2 separate regions of the Mus musculus genome follow, and region 2 is linked to region 1. The links are chromatin contacts, called in public Hi-C maps. All regions are on one chromosome and are shown on one strand. Each heading gives the region's core, a stretch centred on a gene start, on an enhancer-like site or on the middle of the called end of the contact. The rest is flanking DNA. Distances are from core to core; before and after follow the strand shown.

The links. Hi-C and Micro-C count contacts between places; a contact is called where the count stands out from the background.
Region 2: a contact with region 1 is called in a Hi-C map of uterus, with 6 times the contacts expected there. The contact joins the promoter of Cltb here to the enhancer-like site in region 1. A contact is called at or near these places in 11 of 39 promoter capture datasets (the 3T3-L1 cell line, the C10 cell line, cranial neural crest and 6 more), 2 of 15 datasets of contacts at CTCF or cohesin (large pre-B cells and pro-B cells), 17 of 484 Hi-C or Micro-C datasets (B cells, the Ba/F3 cell line, the N1E-115 cell line and 11 more) and 10 of 115 datasets of contacts at active chromatin or transcription factors (DN3 thymocytes, the HPC-7 cell line, the NIH/3T3 cell line and 7 more).

What each region holds. Positions count from the first base shown.
Region 1 is chr13:54,247,854-54,251,020 of GRCm38.p6, forward strand. No RefSeq gene overlaps it. Among named protein-coding and RNA genes, the nearest start is that of Gm16578, 26 kb to the left of the region's middle. Within about 2 kb of position 1,693, at least 67 of the 459 cell types and tissues checked have an H3K27ac peak or open chromatin away from gene starts, as enhancers often do. A contact at or near this core is called in the NIH/3T3 cell line, adipose-derived mesenchymal stem cells, astrocytes and 4 more, where this site is marked.
Region 2 is chr13:54,609,641-54,612,877 of GRCm38.p6, forward strand. It overlaps Cltb (clathrin, light polypeptide (Lcb)), which reads right to left and starts at 1,733. Exons shown (of 6, transcript NM_001347512.1): 1 at 1,438-1,733. The coding sequence starts at 1,624.

The DNA.
Region 1 (3,167 bases), core at 443-2,942:
GGTTAGACAGAAGGAGACCAAGGCTAAGGAGACAGGCAGAGGCAGCATCAAGTCATCCTATCTACGCTGTGGGAGTTTTAAGTAAATTCTTTCCACCTGGAGTCATGGCTTCCCTAACGTGTGTGTAAGATTGTTTTTAATGTCCTTAAGAGTTTCTTGGAGACATTCATCTGCCAAACACAAGTTAGTAATGGGCTAAATCACTGTTCAATTTCTAAAAGATGCCGCGTTAATCTGACTTCGGCTTGGGAGAGGGGGAAACACCAATCCCAAAGCTCTGTTAGGAAAAGTGTTGATTAATTGACTGTTAACAATGATCTGAGCTACAACCAGAAAAAGACAACCCAGGCCATTTCTCAATCTTATATTGAAGAGAGATGAGAGGATAGTTGAGCAAGGCTTCTGAGTGCCAACTGAATTAGCCGTTAGGGGTTTCTCACCTAACAAGAGTGGAGTGCCGGCTGAGGGGTCTGCACCATTTCGTCTCTCCGCCGCCTCTCAGCAGCCCCGGGACTGTGGGGCCAGCACAGTCTATGTGTGTCCTGCGCTATGGTGCTTAGAGGAAGGCTTTGAGAAATACTGACCGTTCCACTGTCTGCCTCAGCTTCGGTCTGCATCATCAGGAAACGCTGACTGCAAGCTCTGAACACTGACTTGAGTAAAGTTAATCTATCAGGAAGCTGAGAGGAAACAAGGGGAGCCTAGAGGGTTGGATTCAGCAAGTCTGAAGCAGCCTGGGGTCGGAGGGAGGGGGTCAGGGCGCTTCTTCTCTCAGGGTAATCGCTTTGCCTCTGTGATGGACGATCTGTGATCAGCCGTGAATCTAAATGTCTGGTGTCTGCTCACACGCAACCTCGGCGGGCTAGCTTGGAGAATGCCACTCATAATGAAGAAAGAATAGGTCCTCCAGGGAGTAGGGCAAAGGATCTGAGGAACCCAGGGCCAGCCAAGGTTCATGTCACAAGCTAAATCAGCGAGTCTGCGCTGGGAATCAAGCCCCCAACACACACACACACACACACACACACACACACACATGCTTTCTGGTCCCTGAGTCTGACTCTGTATCACCAAACATGGAAAGGTGGGCCTGGGGAAGGAACAGGCAGTGTCCTTTCTTGGGGATGAGCAGAGTTCAATGAGAGGCTTGTGGAAGACCAAGTAGACTGAGTGAATGCATGGGAGGTATCGGGAGAGACAGAGCCCTCTGTGCAGAAATATGAGCCTCAGCTGTTGCTAGTCCCAGCGCTGACAACTATTTCCTGAGTGAACACTGCCAAGCCCTGGGAGTCTCCAAGTCCAGCTGTATCATCAGTAAAGATTTTCCTGGACAAGCTCACGTGCCCTCAGGCAGCTCTCTGGCCAGCAGTGCTTCCCTTACCAAGAACAGGAATGTAGCTTCCGTGGTGACAACACTCAGCTATCCTGAGCACACTCACACATGTACACACTTTCTCTAATTGCCAGGCTCTGGTGCAACAGGGGCCCTAGGCACTGCTGGTCATTAAATGGCAAGTTCCCAGAACCAGGGGAGCTGGCTTCCCAGGAGTTGATTCCCCCATTCACTAGCTGTGTGGTCCTGGGAAAGTGGTGGATGTTAAAGCTCAGAGGAATCTGCGTCCCTCGGGTCCAGCTCTCCACCGGCAGCAGACCCAGGCCACAGATTCCAGGATGAGACATCTGGAGAGAAGGTGACTCAGTGCAGCCCAATCCTGCCACTGGAGACTCAGCCAACATGTGGGTCCAGAGTTCTATTTATATCCAAAGGTGGTATTTACCAAAATCATATGTTGGTACAGAAAGAGCTTTTATGAAATTAGACCTGGGGAATATATGGGTATTCAAGCCCTATAGAAATCTCTGATATCCCCACAGACGAATTAAAAAAAAAAATTAGCCCAGAGAGGGTTTTTTGTTTTTGTTTTTGTTTTTTTTAATGACGTTCCTCCCTTTCTGCCCATATCTTGAACAGTCCTTCCCTGGGTTCAGGATGTTTTTAGACTAGCACACTATAGAGAGCACAGCACAGCACAAAGAGGTACCCAAGAGCTTTCGGGATTCACACCTCCCCAGGGGCATAGCCCCCCATCTTCCAAACTACTCTAAGAGACAGGCCATTAACTGTTCTGCAACCACACAGTGTGAGTCCCAGCTTCCCTACCTGGGATCTCCATGCCCTTTCCTCCCACTGCCCATCCCCTGGGCCAGTCCCACGTGATTTAGGTTTGTTGTTATGGCAACATTTTCACTCCCGGATGCTGTTTGCATTAATTATAGTAATGCAAGATGTGGGGATACGTGGATCCCAAGTGTTCAAAGCACTAGAACATGGCTCCTTCTTCACACGACGGTCTGTGGGCCCTGCGATCCTGATCAATGAAAGACCTCTTCACTAGGATCCTGTCAGGCCTCCATCACTGCAGACAGCTCCCCTTGAAGACAAGGGCCCTGTTTCTAACTTGTATGACGGTGGGAGACAGTGAGGAGGGGCAAGGCTCAGCACCGCCTCTTCCATCCACCAGGCCAGAGCTTTGAATGCAGCTGTGGCAGGAACTGGGAGAAGCCAGCCATCAAAAGGGATTCCCAACAATGATCTTTAGGAGCTTCTCCCTGGCCCTCACATCCGTTGTCGGCCATGCATTCATCTGACTTGCCACGTGCTTTGTGCAAGTCTCAAGCCAAATTGACACCAGGCTTGTGCATTTGGCTTCCGGTCACCAGACACCAAAGGAGCACACAACTGACATTCCAGTGTAGTTCACATCTATAGGAAATGTACAAAAGTGTGTGGGGGGGGGACGACTGACAAAGTATCAAAGGGTCATGAGTCAGACTGCCCGGAGGAGGTGGCCCTGAAGCAGAGGCCCGTATGTGAGGAAATGTTTTGATAGAAGATAAGGTCAAAGGTAAATCGCAGGCGTCACCGATGTCAGCTTAGGAGACCATTAGTGGAGAGAGCTTGAGAGATGGTTCTCCCTTTGGCCAATGAGGGGAGAGAGCAGTCTGAAGCAAGGCATCCAGAAAGGAGTGTGTCTGCTACTACAGTGTTTATGCTGCTTCTTCTGCCACCGTAGCAAACGGCCACATGCTTAAGGGTGTAAAAAACCATATAGATGCCGGTTAGGTTCGGGGGGGGAGCAAGTGGGGACCCAAGGAGCTAAGTTATG
Region 2 (3,237 bases), core at 483-2,982, 360 kb after region 1:
TCATCTCCTAAGGAGACCAGCACAGCTGCCCTTTGGAAGATCATAACTAGGAGGCCTGAAATCAAGCCCCAGACCTATCACTCACGGCTGTGTGGCCCTAGGCAAGACATTCAAACTCCAGTTTTTTCTTTTTAATTATTATTATTTATATTTTCTTTACTTGTGTGTGTTTGTGTGTGTGTGTGTGTGTGTGTGGTGCAGGCATGTATGCGAGGTCGGGGGGACAATTTGTGGGAGTGAGTTCTATCTACCGCCATGAGGGTTCCAGGGCGTGAGCTCAGGTGTCACCAGGCTGGGCTGATTTACATTTACTTGACAAGCCATCCTGATAGCCCCTCAAACTCCAGTTCCGTGTATGTTACAAAAGGCTTATTACACTTATGTCAGAGTTTCTTCAAACGCTGGGCCATAGATACAGTTTCTTCCTTCTGTGTTCCCAGTGGGGACGGCAACACAGCAAGTGTGGAAGGAAAGAAAGATGAATGTATACATACAATATTTATTTCCAACAGGACCATTAAACCTCTTTAACATGACACCAAAAAATAACAAGGTCTACTAGGAGGGTCACCATGAAGGTCCATATTTGTACTAAATATTTAAATATATTTATAAGAAATTGTTCCTTGGGGCAGAAGTATCAATGATAAACATAACAATGCAGGAAAAAGGTCCTGAACCCTTATGTCTGAAGCCACACGCAGAGGTCCGGGCCACCTTTGTAAATCCACTAAACAAACAGTTACAAACAGGAAGGGCACAGCTCTTGGCCATTTGTGCCCCTGCCTAGACTTACAGTCGGGCCCATGAAGGACTGTGAGGTCTGGACAGGAAGAATTCAGCATCCGAAAGAAGGGGTTGAATTCTTTATTGCTACTTCCTAGTTGTTTTAATAGTGTACCCTTTGAAGCCAGTTCTAAAATGGGTTCAGTAACGTGTATGAAATTATTATATGTAATTAACATTGTCTCCCGCACTGCTGCAGGACTGCAGGTGATCCCCAAAGGATGAGCTGCGAGTTCTCTGAGCGCCCCCTGCTTCCCTGCAGAAAGGAACGCTAACGCTAACGTCAGGAGGACGTGTCCGTCCCACACCTGTATCACTTAGCTAGGACACTGGGACAGTCTCAGAACTGAGCAGGGGGAGGGTTCCAGAGCCAGGGTGGAGAAGCTGGCCTGGGGATGAAATGTCATGACTAAATTCCTGTCCCCAGAGTCAGCAGATCCAGTCTCAGCGCAGATTCCAACTCATCTCCCGGCTCCTTCCTCTTTTCCCAGGCCTCACGGATACACACAGCCCCCCGAGGTACCCTTGGTCACCCTGGATAGCCGGACTCAGAGTACAGCAGGGACCCAGGCCGGGTCTGACCGAGACTGGGCCTCCCGCCCCCGGTGGTGGCCTCAGCCTCCCCGGTTCCAGGCCGCTGCGCTGACTCACCCCCGCTCGCGAGTCCCGGCTGCGCAGAGGCCACCTGGCTGGCGGCAGGTGCCCCGAAACCCGGGTCATTCTCGATGCCAGCAATCTCGCTTTCCTGCTGGGCCAGGAAGGCGGCCGCTGGGTCCTCCTCGGCGGCCTCCGGGGCCCCGCTCTCCGACGATGAGAAGAAGCCGAAGTCCTCAGCCATCTTCCCCGCGTGGCTGCTGTCACCTCCCGCCCGCGCCCGCGGCCCGCACTTCCCGTCACCCGCCCGGCTTGCCTGTCACTGCGGCTGCAGCGGCGGCGGGAGGAGTCGCGGCGGGAATGCGGTGACGTCAGCGGCCGAGGGCGGGGCCCGCGGGGCTGGGTGGTCGCCCCGCCCTCGGTTCGAGCCCCCGAAGCCCACCTTCGGCTCCAGAGCGTGCCAGCAGCACTGGGCTGGCACCGGGTGCATTGAACCGAAAAGTTTCTCCCAGAGCTGATTTTGTGAGCTGCGTGATACAAGAGTACTCTTCCTGCGTAGGAGGAGGGAGCTGAGGCTGGGAAAGGCTTGAGTGCCAGGCGCGCACAGCAGAGCCTTGTTCTCTCAGGACTGAGTAAAGCATCCCGCCGCCCTATCTGTGTGATGAGCCCCTGAAATCAGGGACTGTTCCTCTTTCTCCCTGTCTGGTGACATTGATGTTCCTTAAGGCAACTAACTGGCTGATTGTTTTGTCTTTCAATTTGAGCTCTTTCTCTAGTTCTTAGAGCAGAGGGTCAGTTTGTCCCATTATTGGTTAGGTTCCCGTTGATTACTCAGTACAGTACAGGTGGAGCCTGCTTTTTTCTTTGGTAATTAATATACGTATTGTGACAGCAGATTGTATGCCAAACTCGCATTGCACATTGCAATTACTTTCGCGGTTTTTGTTGTTGTTGTTTTGTTTTTTAGTAGCCTGTTTGACCTCAAATTCTTGTATAGCTGAGGCTGGCTTCAAAGTAGTGATTTTTTTTTTTTTTTTTTTTTTTTTTTGTATTTCGAGACTGTTTTTCTGTATAGCCCTGGCTGTCCTGGAACTCACTCTGAAGACGAGGCTGGCCTCGAACTCTGAAATCTAACAGCCTCTGCCTCCCAAGTGCTGGGATTAAAGGCATGCGCCACCACTACCCGGAGACCTTTTTCAAAAATACAGTATCTTTTTTGGTTGTGTTTTTGTTTTTCAAGACAGGGTTTCTCCATGTATCCCTGGCTGATCCTGGAGCTCACTCTGTAGATAAGGCCGGCCTCAAATTCATAAAGATCCACATGTCTCTGCCTCTAGGATGCTGGGATTAAAGGCGAGCACCACCACTGCCAGGTGAGTACCTCTCTTTTAGTCTTTGTCAATTTATATATATATATATATGTATATATGTGTGTGTGTGTGTGTGTGTGTGTGTGTGTGTATATGTGTATATATATATATATATATATATACATATACATATATATATATTATGTATACAGTGTTCTGCCTGCATATATGCCTGTAGGACAGAAGAAGGCACCAAGATCACATCACAGATGGTTGTGAGCCACCATGTGGTTGCTGGGAATTGAACTCAGAACCTCTGGAAGAGCAGTCAGTGCTCTTAACCACTGAGCCATCTCTACAGCCCTCTTTGTCATTTTATACAAACAAGTAATGCATTTTGAGCATATGCTCCCCCCTCACATATCTCACGCCTCCCAGGTATCCCCTCCCTAACAGTTCCCCTCCCCCACTTGAAATTTTTTTATTTATTTATATATTTATGTGAGGACACTGTAGCTGTGCAAATGGCTGTGAGCCTTCATGTGGT